Linked DNA regions of Hordeum vulgare: region 2 is linked to region 1. The links are chromatin contacts, called in public Hi-C maps. All regions are on one chromosome and are shown on one strand. The core of a region is the stretch at or near the end of the contact, and the rest is flanking DNA. Distances in the headings are between cores, read along the strand shown.

Evidence for each region. A called contact is a pair of places that touch in the nucleus more often than the background predicts.
Region 2: a contact with region 1 is called in a Hi-C map of seedling, with 2.7 times the contacts expected there. The contact joins two enhancer-like sites. A contact is called at or near these places in 2 of 6 Hi-C or Micro-C datasets (leaf and seedling) and 1 of 1 datasets of contacts at active chromatin or transcription factors (embryo).

Annotation. Positions count from the first base shown.
Region 1 is chr5H:146,628,505-146,635,416 of MorexV3_pseudomolecules_assembly, reverse strand. No RefSeq gene overlaps it. Among protein-coding and RNA genes, the nearest start is that of LOC123397720, 59 kb to the left of the region's middle. Within about 2 kb of position 4,231, at least 3 of the 3 cell types and tissues checked have open chromatin away from gene starts, as enhancers often do. A contact at or near this core is called in leaf and seedling, where this site is marked.
Region 2 is chr5H:146,999,190-147,006,101 of MorexV3_pseudomolecules_assembly, reverse strand. It overlaps the pseudogene LOC123395603. Among protein-coding and RNA genes, the nearest start is that of LOC123395604, 6.7 kb to the left of the region's middle. Within about 2 kb of position 4,456, at least 3 of the 3 cell types and tissues checked have open chromatin away from gene starts, as enhancers often do. A contact at or near this core is called in leaf and seedling, where this site is marked.

The sequences.
Region 1 (6,912 bases), core at 2,982-5,481:
GCCCTTTGGCGCCTGCCTTTGCCCATAGGGGCGCCTCGTCTTTGATGGTGTCGGAGACCAGGGTGAGAGAAGGAGTAGCTCGGTCGAAGATGCACGCGTTGCGGTGTTTCCAGAGCCATCACGCCGTGAGGATGATGAGGGAGGATATGCCTTTTCGCACTGGCGTCGGCGAGCGGTCGAGGCAGGAAGTCCACCAAGTCTGGAAGGGGGTGTCAGCAGTTGGAAGATCGACGGCCATGCGAGCCCAGCCGAGGATCTCATGCCAAACCTGACGCGACAACGTGCATGCCGCGAGGAGGTGATGCATGGACTCGAGCTCTTGATCGCAGAGCGCGCAAGAGTCCTGGTGCGGCAAGCCGTGGCGGGCAAGCCGCTCCGTGATCCAGCAGCGGTCTTGCATGGCAAGCCAAAGGAAGAACCTGACGCGAAGAGGCGCCCAAGGACGCCAGGTGAGCCGCCAGTGAGGGTCTTCACATGCGCCCAAGAACAGCGCCTTGTAGCAAGAACTCGCCGAGTACGTGCCGCAAGCGGTCCAACGCCAGGAGGGCACATCTGGCGTGGAGGAGAGCGGTGTGTGGCGCACGAGGCGCCATAGGTCGATGTATTGCACCATGGCCGCTGGGCCGAGTGCGCCTCGGATGTCGTGGACACAGGAAGGTAGGTGAAGGCCGTCGCGCACAGTGCGGTCTTTGCGGGGGCGGCGCGGGACGAGAGCATAGACGAGAGGGGCGATCTTAGCCACGGATCTGCCATTGATCCAGTGATCGGTCCAGAAGCGGCAGGTGTTGCCCGAGCCAAGCTGCCAGCTTGTGGAGGCGCGGAAGATGGCGTTTGCGTCGGCGTCCTGAGGAATGGGGAGGTGGCTCCAAGGTCGCGAGGGGTCCGTGTGCTGGAGCCACAACCATCGAACGCGCAAAGACAAGCCCGTGCGGTAGATGTCGCAGATGCCAAGGCTACCGAGAGAGATAGGGCAGGACACTCGTTGCCAGTTGACGCGGCATTGGCCTCAGTTGGCCTCCTTGTGGCCCGCCCAAAGGAATCCACGGATGATCCGATTCACCTTCTTGATGGCCGTTTTGTTGAAGGCGATGGCCGTGAGGAAATGCGTGGGGATGGTGCAGAGGACATGTCGCACTAGGGTGAGGCGATCACCTTGAGAGAGCATGGCGGCGCACTAGGCGGATAACTTACGGCCGAGCTTGTCAGGGATCGGCTCCAAACTCGTCGAGCAGGCCTTGCGGATGGCAAGAGGCAACCCAAGGTAGGTGATCGGGAAGTGTGTCGCAGGGCACTGCATCTCGGAGGTGATCGTGGCGATGTGATCGTCGGTGCACTGGATCGGGGTCGCCAAGCATTTGTTGAAGTTGGTGTGCAGCCCGGAGGCTCTGCCGAAGACATGGAGGAGGGTGCGCACGGCAGCGATGTCATGTCTGTTCGGATGACAAAAAACGACGACGTCGTCCGTGTAGAGAGATATACTGGATGCCGCATGCCGGGTGGTGAGGCGATGAAGGAGGCCGACGTCCACAGCGCGCATCAACATGGAGTTGAGGACGTCGATCACGATCGTGAAGAGCATGGGAGAGACCGGATCACCTTGTCGAAAACCATGGGAATGGTCGATCGGGGGACCTGGGTGTCCATTGATGAGCACCCTCGTCGAGGCCGTGGAGAGAAGGATGGATATCCACTCGCGCCATCGTGGCCCAAAGCCAAGGTGCGCCAAGACCTGGAGTAGAAACGGCCATGACACGCTGTCAAAGGCCCGTGCGATATCGAGCTTGAGAAGCATACACGGCGCCTTGAGGTTGTGGAGGAGACGAGCCATTTGCTGCACGAGCATGAAGTTGTCATGGATGCACCGTCCTCCGATGAAAGCACTTTGGTTAGTGGAAAAAATGGATCCTAGATGAGGTGCCAGCCGAAGGGAGAGCAGCTTCGCGACAAGCATGGCGAAGATGTGGATGAGACTAATCGGCCGGTAGTCATATAGTGATCACGCGTCCGCACGCTTTGGGAGCAAAGTGAGGAGTGCCTCGTTGAGCTTTGAAAGCTTCGGCCGTTCATGGAGTATAGTTTGTCGAAAGCTTTGCGGAAGTCATGCTTGATCATGTCCCAACAAGCAACAAGGAACTCGGAGGTGAAGCCATCGGGGCCGGGCGCCTTGCCGTCCGGCAAGCTTTTGACGGCGTCCCAGATCTCGTCATCGGTGAATGGGGCGTCCAGCACGAGCAGGTCGAACTGCGGAACTTGGAGAGCATGGAGATCAAGCGTGATATCGCGCTCTGTAGCGGTGTCGAGCACCTCGGAGAAGTGGTCGAAGGCGACATTGACCATAGCTTCGTGATCAGTGATAGTGGTGGAGCCCACCTGGAGGCTCGTCATAAGGTTGCACTGCTTGCGGTGTGCCGCGTGGATTTTGTAGTAGGATAGCGCGGCGTCGTCGCTACGTAGCCAGGAAAGGCGCACTCGTTGCCATGCTATCGATCTCTCAAGGGAGGCGAGGCCCAGGTACGAAGCCTTGAGCTTCCGACGCAGCCAGGTCTCGAGGAGGGAGAGTGGCCTGGAGTCTTGTGCCGCGTCAAGGCGCGCGATGAGCTCTAGCGTGACCTTGAGCTGCAAGGAGATGTTGCCAATCGTGCGCGCGCTCCATCGCTGCAACTGTCTTGCCGTAGCCTTGAGATGTGCCACGATCCTTCTAAAAGGGTCGGCGTCAGGCGCGGAGGATGTCCAAGCCTCAGAAACCACGTCGTGGAAGCCTTGAAGCTTTGGCCAGAATCTCTCGAAGTGAAAGCGTCTAGCCCCGGGTGGTCGTGCCACACAGTCGACCAGGAGCGGGCAGTGGTGCGAGGCTGCCGAAGAGAGGCACTGAAGGATGCAATGGGGGTGAGCAGTCTCCCATCCACAGGTGCAGAGGATGCAGTCGTTACAGACTAGGGTCGGGTTGTTGCGCTCATTAGACCACGTATAACGGCGGCCGTGCATGTATAAGTCACGGAGCTCCTCATCAGCAATGAATCGTCGAAATCTGCCCATGATGTGGTGGTTGATGTTTGCATTGCTCTTCTCGGCCGCTGAGAGGATCATGTTGAAGTCACCGCCAAGGAGCCACGGACCTATGCGGGAATCACGCACATCGTGCAGCTCGGCCAAGAACTCGAGCTTGGCGTCGTCGTCTTGTGGTCCGTAGACCCAGTGATCCACCAATGGCCCTCGCCAGCCGGGGGGGGGGGGGGGGTAACGATAGCTGTGACATGGTGTGTGCCAACGATTGGGTTCGAGAGGGAGAGGTCCGAACATCGCCAGGCAAGGAAGATGCCCCCACGGGTGCCGGTTGCGGGGAGGAAGAAGTAGTCCTCAAAGAGTGGACCGAGCGTGTCAAGCACAATGGAATCGGTGACGAGTGCTAGTTTAGTTTCTTGCAGGCAAACGATGGACGGGGTGGCAACGGTGATCACGCTACGAACAGCCGTTCACTTGGCACCGGAGTTCAGGCCACGAACGTTCCAGCAGATGGCTTTAAAGTTGTAATCCATAAAAAGATGATGGAGGCGTTAGGGTTACAGGATCGACAGTGCTAAGCCTCAATGAGCTGCGCGCTCACCGCGCGGGCGGTCGCAGGGAGCGCAGACGGGAGCTGCCAGCCAAAGAAGTCCGCGATGCCCTAAAGGACGTCCATGGCCAGGGGCTGTTCGAAGAGAAGGGCATACTTGTCAAGAACATCGCTGGGGATGGGGGAGTCGTCATCTTCAATGAGGCCAAGGCGCCGGAGAAGGACTCGTTTAGCTTTCTTCTCTGAACTGAGACCGAGATCGGCCCGGGCGATCCGGAAACTGCGCCGTGGCGTAAAGTTAGCCGGTAGCTCCTTCCGTCGACGCCGTGGCTTGGGCGCACGCAAGAGGGAAGAGGCCCTGACGGGAATAGCGTCAACAAAGGAGGCGAGAGGGGCGTCGTTCGCGGCCATCTGCATGGGCTGCATGGCCAGGTCATCCGTCGCAGTCGTAGCTGGCTCCTGGTTGGGTGGCAGCGCCTCGAAAGAAGCAGGTGGGGCAGAGCTGGGGCTGGGGGGGGGGGGCAGCAGGCGAGAGGACAAGCGCCATGCATCGCTCCTGGCGTGGAGTGGCGGGAGACGCGCCATGCAGCGATGGGATGGACGCGGGCCCGGAGGAAGTGATGGGGTCATGCACGTCGCCCCAGGGTCCCGATCCATGAAAGGAGCGGCATCCAAGGGTGGGGCCATGCCAGGCGGGGCATCCAATGCCGAGCCGGCCATCCAATCCGGGCCAAGCAGGATTGGCGCGGGATCCGAGGGCGCGGTGGGGTGGCAGTTGGAGACAGGCGTGGACGGGAGGGGCGGAACGACATGATCTTCGAGACTTGGCGAGGAAGGCCCAACAGCGATTGGCGCGTTCGAATCATGCACGTCCCAAACCTCCTGGGTCCCGCAGGAAAGCACATGAGTGGACAGGTGGGCCTCTGCAGCAGGCGGTGGGCTGTCGGGGCGGGCCCGTTGTCTGGGCAGAACGGTTTCGACAACAGAACCCAACCTTTGACGCGCGGGGACCCGGTGAAAAGGTGCGAGACTGCCGGGGTGGGGCCCTAGGATACTAGCCGAAACGCGGCACGGCGGTGGCGCGTGCGCCCGACGGCGACTACGCCGGTGGCCGTCCCAACGAGGAGGAGGGCGCGTGCAGTCCGGCTGGGCGGGAGGGAAGTCATGCTGCTGCGGCCAACGTAGGGGGAGAGGGGGAGAGCTTGGCCCAGGCCAGCATCGCCGGCGGAGGGCGGCAGAGGCGGAGGCGGAGATGGGCGGCGGTAGTCGAGCCCGAGTGCGAAGCGCTCCACACGATCCGGATCGGCGTCGAGATCCACCGCGTCGTCGTCTTGCACGAGAAGCTCGGAGGAGCGTGGGATTGCGTCGGGGTTGATGGTCCAAGCTGCAAGCTTGAAGACGGACATGTCGGACATGTTCCAAGTCTCCGGCGCGAGGTGCTCGATCTTGCAGAACAGAGAGAGCAGAGTCTCGGCGGCGGAACGATGCCAGGCGTGGTCAGGGACGCCGAAGAGCTCCAACGAGACGAGGAACAGGGCCTTCACCGGCTCAGAGCCCGCAGACCGGCCCCATGGGTGGAAGATGAGGCGGAAGCGAGGCGTGCGCACGCGGGTGGTGGCGACGCGGGCGCGCAGCGAGGGGTCTTTGAAGCGAACGAGGAAGTCCTCCGGAGCGCGCCGGTGGACGGAGAAGTCGCCGTCGGCAAGGCCGCACTAGGAGCGAAGGGCCTCGGCAATCTCATCGCGAGAAACACTAGTGCGCCGGCCCGCGACGATGACCGGGAGCGCGCACTCCAGAGCACGCTCGGTGGCGATGACCTCCTGGGAGCGGGGTAGGTAGCAAATAGCCGTGGCCGGGCGGGAAGCAGGGTGGCCAGAGAGCGGGGTGGCGACGGAGAAGCCCACCGAGGCTGGTGAGGAGGGGCGTGAGGACGTTGCAGGCACCGAGGATGCCGGCGAGGGGCCGTCGAGCCCGCCCGACGCAGTCCACCCGGAGGACGCGGGGGAAGCCGACGAGGGGCGCTGGCCGGCGGTGGATGCTTGCCCGGAGGACGCGGGTGTTAGCATCCCGGACGAGGAGCGGGTGGACGCCGCCGAGCCAGACGACATAGGGCGGCCGTCGACCGCCGTCGGGGAGGGGACGCGTCGCCGGATGGGAGGGGGGAGCGGCCGTCGGCGGAGGGAGGGGCGGCACGGGGGAGATGGCACTGCTTGGCGATGTGGCCGAAAAAATGACACCTTGCGCAGCGGATATCCTTCCGGCATTCAGAGCGCGGATGGGCGTCGAGACAGCGCGGGCAGTCCCCTTCAAGCAGCCAGGAGGGGCGCGGGCGAGGCCGACAAATCCCCTAGCAGCCTACCATGCGTCGTGCGTGCACCCCTCCTGATGGCATCCGACAAATCTCGGAGCAGAGGGGGGGGGGGGGGGCGGCGAGCGGCAGGCGGCGAGGGGCGCGTAGCGGGCGGGGAGGACGAGGGCCGCCTCGCCGATGAGGGGACACCGGAGCCCGGCGGCGGCGGCGGGGGGGGGGGGGGGGGGGGGGGGAGGGGGGAGGGGGGAGAGCCATGATGGCGAGCTGGGCGGCGTGGCCGGAGTGGCCGGCGCCGAGGGCGGTGGACGCCGGGGCCGGAGTGGCCGCCGGCGTGGGAGCGCGGAGCTAGGAGCTAGGAGCGTGGGAGGAGCCTTGGATGCGATCTCGTGCATCATGCAAAAAGTTCACTTAGCTTATTAGCCTGTGACCCGTTATACTGCTCATGGTTGAACAATTTGATACGGTTAACCATTGAATTCTCAAAAAGGTGAAAAAAATCATGATTTTGAAAAAAACATTGAATTTGAGAAGGCTCGTAGATTTTAAAGAGAAATTCAAATTTTGAAGAAAAAACATAGAATTAAATAAATCATGAATTTTTTTAAAAACTACATAAACTTGTAACAAGTTCACTGATTTTGATAAAAAAATATCGGTTATAAAAAAAGTTCACTGGTTTTGAAAACAAATCATAGATTTGAAAACCTTCATTGATTTTGAAAAAAAACTTGAATTTTGAGAAAAACATTTGCAGGGATTTGAAAAAAGGTAATTGATTTTAATAATATCATGCATTTTGAGAACAAAGTTTGCGTATTTCAAAAAGTTCATTGATTTAGAAAAAATAACAAATTTGAAGAAAGTTTTTATTTGCAACACCAACTTGATGGATGTAGGAAAAAGTTCACCGGTAGTAGCAAAATGCAACTACGGTTGCAGCAAAAATTCGTCGCACGCGTCACTTGGTGACAGGTCCACCTTGATTGATGTAGCTTCCGCCATCATGGTTCTTGTCGCATCCATCAAATTCCAGTTCTTCCTCTCCGTC
Region 2 (6,912 bases), core at 3,207-5,706, 370 kb before region 1:
GAACAAATAATACAAAAGAAATAGCAAGAAAACAAAAAAAAGGCTAAAACAGAATCTGTTTTGCTTAAAACCTTAAGTAAAAATATTTAAAAAAAATTGAAATTTAAACTACTGAAAGATATGATCAATAGGAAGCAGCAGCAAAAAGAATCAAATTAAAAGCTGTTTTTAAACTCCCGGAATAAGCAAAACAAGCTTTAATTCAAATCTGATCTAACTCAATTTTTATAAATCCAAACATAGACAAATTACATATCTACGGAAACTACATAAAATTTGTGATCCAATGCAAAAAGAATCACCTAATTCGGAGTTATAGACTAATAGATATGAATTTTTTAAGATTGCAATTTTCTGAAAAAAACTGCAATACGGGATTTCGTGAATCTCACCATGGGTGACAGAGAGGAAGAACTCCGGCGAGGTAGTTGCTCCGGCGAGGTGGAGAGGTCGCCGGCGGGGAGGGGGAACGGCGGAGGGGGTCTCGGAGGCGAGGAAGGGGGCGTCAGGTGCTCCTGGGCGTTCTTCTGTTCGGCTCCTTGCAGGAACAACAATGGTGGGGGTGTCGTGGCCACGGGCAGGGAGAGGAGGATTTCTCTAGGGGAATGGAAAGAGGAGAGATGGGGCGTTCTTATAGTGGTGACGGAAGGCGCCGGGAGGAAGTATAGCTCGCGAATCCCGGAAGTGAGGATTTCTCTCTCCATGGCTAAGGAAGGTCCTCTGCAGGTGAGGAAGGAGATAGAGGAAGAAGAAGATCCTGTTGGGCCAGTTTTTGGAAAGGTCTTAATGGGCCACCGTTTATTTCCATTTAAACACGATTTCTTTCCTTTTTCAAAACTAAGAAACTAAAACGATAAAAGAGAAATCAAATCAATTCGGAATATAGAGTTTCTATATACTAAAATTATCAGAAAAATAAAATCTAAATGATGGGCATTTTTTCCACGGCCAAAATAAAAACTAAAAAAAATGCTTTTCCAAAAAAAATCCCTAAAAGCATTATTTCTTTTTGTTTCCTTGGCTCAAAATACTTCAACAATGCCCCTGGCTCTGGAGTGTCATGTTCCTCCTCTCTTTTCTGTTTGACAGAATATTATTCCCCGGCATTTCTTGAGTGGAGGGAAAATAGAATTTGCAAATTAAAATCGAAGAAAATTCAAATGCCAGCTCCATTCAAATTCTTTATAGTTGAAGAAGTCATGTCATCTTCTCTCATTGCTTTTAAAAGATTGAATTTGAATTCATCGGAGATGGGGAAAGTCATTTTATTCCCTCTCATTCAAAAGTTTTTGAAAAGTTTCAAATTTCACACAAGTTTCAGTCACTCAAGCAAACAAACAGACAATCTAATAATTATTTTAACATTCCAAAATTTGGGATGTTACAATTAAACGCTTCTTTTATCTTAGGTGGTATTGTATTGTTGACATGCCTAATTCTGTATAACCTTCCCCAATCATCTAAAGTGTCAAAGACTGACTAAAACCTTATGACGATTGAGTGTATATTACCACTTCAACCGAAAACCAATTATTGGTTTGGTCCTGAAACTAATGTTAGATTTCTAGGTTGGTGGTATCAGAGTCGATAAGGACTGTTTGTTGGGATGCATGAATACTTGGTATTTCTAATTTGTAACAGAATAGTAGTAGTACGTACATGTAATGTACTCCCTCCGTCCCATAATTCTTGTCGTTGTTTCAGTTCAAATTTGAACTAAAACAACAACAAGAATTGTGGGACCGAGGGAGAAAGTAGCTAGATTTAGTAAGTTGTGTAACCATTTTCTCTCGCCAATGTATGGTGAACCTAAAGAGCACTGCAAAAGCTGCAAGTCATAGTATAGATCTTACCAGTCCTTACCAGTCCTTCCAGTCCATGCTAAATAGTTGTCTAACCGTGAACTTTTTTCAGTTACGTCTGTGTTATCTTGTTCAAACTTGTGCTTAGTGCGATTACGACTTGTATTCTCGGCTGTTTAGAGCATCTCCAGCCGTTAAAAAAAAGTATAGATCATCTCCAAAACAATAGATCAAAAAACGCAGTCGTGAAAAAAAAAGTTTTTTGTTTTGTTTTGGGGCCAAAAAGAGCTCCAACAGTTGGGCATTGATACAGGAGTGATAAATTTGGGACAACAATAGCTGACCAAAAAACAAAACCACGGCACAGGGAACCCCAACCACTGGTACCCCCCCCCCCCACGCGCATCTCCAACAGCGACGGTAAACGACACGCTAAAACGCTATTTTAATGAGCGTGGGATGGTCCGGCGTGCTCAAAGTCAGGCGCGTGGAAAACGGTTGCGTGCAGGAGATAAAAAGAGGATGGGCGCGTGATAGCACATGACGCGCAGCGTCCAGCACGCCTATAAATGTAGCGTCCGCCACACGCCCTTTTATCAAAACCGTCGCCCCTTCACCTCGCCACGCGTCCTCCCTCGCCTCGTCACGCGCCCCTCTGCCTTTTTTCTTGCCTCGCCGCCGCCGTGCCACCATGCCGCTGCGCTGTCGGGGAACTTCGGGCTATCGCGGCGTCCGCGCGCGCCCCTCTGGGACCTTCTATGTCGAGATCCGATCCGGCGACATGCGCCTCGGCCTCGGCACGTTCGTGACCGCCCACGAGGTCGTCCGTGCGTACAATAGGCCTCGTAGGGAGATGAATTTTCCCAAGGTGATGACGCTGGAGTGAGCGCAGAACCTCACGCCTCGTCCACGGGTTGTCACCGAAGAGGACCGTTGCCGGGACCAGAGGCGGGAGCGTCGCCTCAGTATTGCTGAGATGGACGAGCATGCCATGGCGGAGTGACGTCGGCAGTTCCCGCAGGACGTCCTCGACGAGCGCGAATTATTCGTGCAAAGGAGGGCGGAGAGGAGGGCGGAGCAAGCCGCCTATCGTGAAGATAGACGTACGCGGAAGCAAGCCGCACTCTTCCAGATGGAGCCGAAGGAATCGTTGACTTGGTCCTCCGATGAATGAACGCTGGACTGACGCCTTCATCACGATGGAGAAATCGGACACCTGCGCGTCGGAGTCCGACGACGAGGATGAGGGGTAGTCTTCTATCTCTCTAGGCTATCAATGCTATGTATCTATCTAATCGCTTTTTATCGTTTTCTATCTATCTATGCTATCTATGCAACTATGCTATGTGTCCTTATGTATAGTTTAAAAAATATTCTACGATAAAAAATGTATGTTGCATGCGCTGAGTTTTTGTGTGTCTGCTAGAGTGCCATGCGCGCCAAATTTTACAGCTTTCGCTGGAGCCAGTGCGCTAAATTTTACGATGTGCGTGCTGTAAACTAAATTTTTGTGCGCCGCACGTTGGGCGGTTGCACCCCCCTCCCTCGCCGGCTGTTGGAGATGCTCTTATGTCGCCGCCAGCACTCCCTCTCCCTCGCCGCCATTGTGTCGGCTGAACGATCGCTTTGTTGTACCCCAACGAACCCTCACCCTCTAGCTAGCCGCCTTCCCTCATTTTCCCCTTATCTTGTTCCTTGAGTGAGAGAGATGCTACGGTGCTCGACGACGACGGCCATGGTGCAAGGAGGAGATGGAGCCAAAGCAACACGAAGGCAAACTGGTCGGGGATGACAGCGTCCCTCGCGGCAAGAACAAGTAAGGAGGCCTCCCCGAAGAGGAGGAACTGGCGACGTTGACGCCGCAGTGGAGCATAATCTACAACGAAGTGGCATGGTAGATGACGAGCGTGGAAGGTCCTAGGATGCGGCGGTGGTCAAAGCTGGACTTCTCCTGAGGGCGGCGGCGGATCCGTGCGCTTGACGCTGCATGCACTTTCCGCGGCAGCGGGCACCTCGTCCACGATGTCCTCTCCGTCTCCGATGTCCTTGTATTGCCTGCCATCCATCACGTGGTTTGTCGAGAAATTGATACATACGGAATTGAAGGGGACCAATTGTAACACCCCCAGTTTCTCGTCGTAGTGATCTCCCACTAATAGTGTCATGTCATCATGATTACTATGAAAATTGCCACTTGATAAAAATTAAAGCCAAATCCAAATTTAAAAGAAACTCAACTTCGAACTAAAAAGGAAAATCTTGGTTGGGTTAAAAATATTCACTAAGTAATTTTCATGTAGGAACCAACATCATTTGACTCACACATAAATCCCTAAGAAATTAATAAGAGGTCCAAAAGCAAACAACCTGATCTTTTTAAATTCTAAAAATGTTTAAACCTTACCAATTGGCTTGAAACTTTTTGTACAGCCCTAGAATATTACCTAGTATTTATTCAACTCAAACCAAATATATTTTCTACTTTAAATAAATGGAAAATAATAGCTTTTTTTGAGACAAATGGAAAATAATAGCTGATTCAATTGATAGAAAAATAAAAACGAAAAGAAAAACACTAAAGAAGCACTGTGCACTTAACCGGCCCGCGAACAGTGCAGCCCAGCCCACAAACCCCATCGTCCCCTACCTCCTGCTCACAGGGGAGCGCTGAACGCGCCTGCGGCGTCCATGCAGCCGATGGCCACGCGGCGGCCATTCGCTGCCTCCCCGCGATGCATATGACCTCCCCCGTGCCTCCCCCGAACCCTAGCTTCTCACTCCTTCTCCCTTGCGCCCCCTCGCTCCGGTCCGAGCTCGCTCGTCGTCGCGCCGTCGCGAACCCCGCAGCCACCGTGCCACTCTTGCCCTGCCGTTGTGTAATCGGGCTCAGTTGAGACCTCATCGTCTTCCCTAACGATCCACGCGAGCCCGTTTGCCCTACCTCGTCGCCACTGACCCGACTTCTGCGAGCGCGCCCGTCGGACGCCGATGATCGATTCGTTGCCGTCGGAGCTTCCCCGACCTCTCCATCACCTCCAAACGAACCCCAGTGAGCTCCTGCTTTGTTTTTCCTTGACGCCGTGCTCGATTTAGAGCTCTAGCAAGCTAACCGTCGAACCCGAGCACTGCTCACCGCCGTCCATGTCGTCACCATGCCTAGCGCTCGAACCGGTCGCTTCCGAGTGCATAATCGCACTCGCATCGACAGGGACCCATACCACAGCCCCATAGGCTCCCTTGCAGCTGCAGCCTCCTGCCCGCTCCCAGATGAGCTCAGGCTGCCGCCACGTGCTCGGTCCTGTCGAGCTCCGGTGCTACGCGACCTGCTGCTGCCCCTCATTGGATGCGTCGCGTCGCCAGCTACACATAGAGCCCCTCCGCCGCTCGTTTGGTGGCCGGAGGGCAATTTCTGACGCCCTCCGTCGTGTCTGGCCTCGCCGGCGGCGAACCGCCGGCCAAAACCGCGCTAATGATACGCTGCTGTCATTGACAGGTGCGGCCAATCCTTGTTAATTTTTGGGTTAGATTAGTTTAAGCAAATAATTAGTCTCTAAACCACCAACACAAGGGCCCCACTATAGATTAATTAAGTTAATCTAAATTAATTTGGTTAAGTCGTAAATCAACAGCTCGCCCCCACATGTTAATTAGGATAATTAAGATTAATTAATCCTGTGAATTAACCCCTCTTACTAGGCCTCGTGAGTTGACCAGTCAACTGGTCCACAATTCACTGCTGACTCAGCAGTCAACTGGCCCCTGTGTCAGCCTGTGGTGCATTGCTGTTGCACCTAGCCTTTTCCTGTATTTTTCAATTAAAATAAATTCAGTTAATTTCAAAATATTAATATATTTTTTTGAAAAATCATATAAAATAATTTATAAGTTAGATAAAAATAATTTATATATGAAAGGTAATTAAAAAAATCTAATGAATCCAATTATGTCCATTCATGTGTCACATGCCTTTAACATGATGAACATGAAACTTGCCCCTCCGGTTCATGTGTGTGATAAAAGCGTGAGACTCAGGAAATATCCTCAGATATTTTCCCGCGCCGCGTGTAATGTGTAGCACTGCTTTTTTGCCATGACATGCATCATGATGCATTTGTTTGCTTTTATATTTACTGTTTCTTCCCCCTCTTCTCTCCGATAGACATCGAGACTAACGGTGCTACCGTGTACGTCTACACCCCTAACGACCATCCACTTGCAGCAGAGTAACCAGTAAAGCAACCCCCCTGATCATTTCGATATGGCCAAATTCTTTCTCTCCCATGCTCGCATTAGAAGTTGATATTGTATTTGATTGCTCCTATTCCCATGCATAGCCTGATTTTGTATCATGATATTGATCATCAATGACCAAGGGACATGCGGTACCACCCCAGTTGAGGTGGACCTGAGTTTTTGACAGTCTCTTGTGAGTCGGGTCGGCCCTGAAGGGTACCCGTGAAATAATTACGAGGCGCGGCTGGGCAGGCAGACCGTCGAGAGAGGGATGGGCTTGACCCTTGCTGCAAGTCCTCGAGACGGGGCGATAGGATCGACATGATCATTGGTCATCACCGCAGCTAACAAAACATTCATGGGTTTGGATATTTGATCTGAGTAGGACTTTTTTCCTTTTTCGCACCAACCACCATGCAAGAATAAGTATGGGCACTCTTTGTTGTACATTTGTCCGAAAGCTCTTCACGTGCCACAATGAGCGCCACGTGCTCGGGTGGCCCGCGTAAGCATCGTCTTTGTATTGAGAGGTGCGAGGATTGACACGACCGTCCACGTAACGCGCATGAGTGCAAAGGGAGATGGGCTGAAGACCCACGAACACTTAGGAGTAGACCGACATGTTGGCCTGTGTTGAGCCTCTGTAGGACTACGGCGTGTCTATGAGTCGATGTCGGGCATGACCTAGGAAAGTGTGTCTGGCTGGAGTTAATCGAGTGTGTTGGCTAAGTTGGTGCACCCTTGCAGTGAAGTATATCTATTCGAATAGTCGCGTCCACGGTAACGAATGCTCATAGAGCATCCTGATCTTCTGTAACTAGAACTGGATACTTGTGTTATTAAATTGAAACGTTGGCTCCGGGATCGCTTCTTCGCA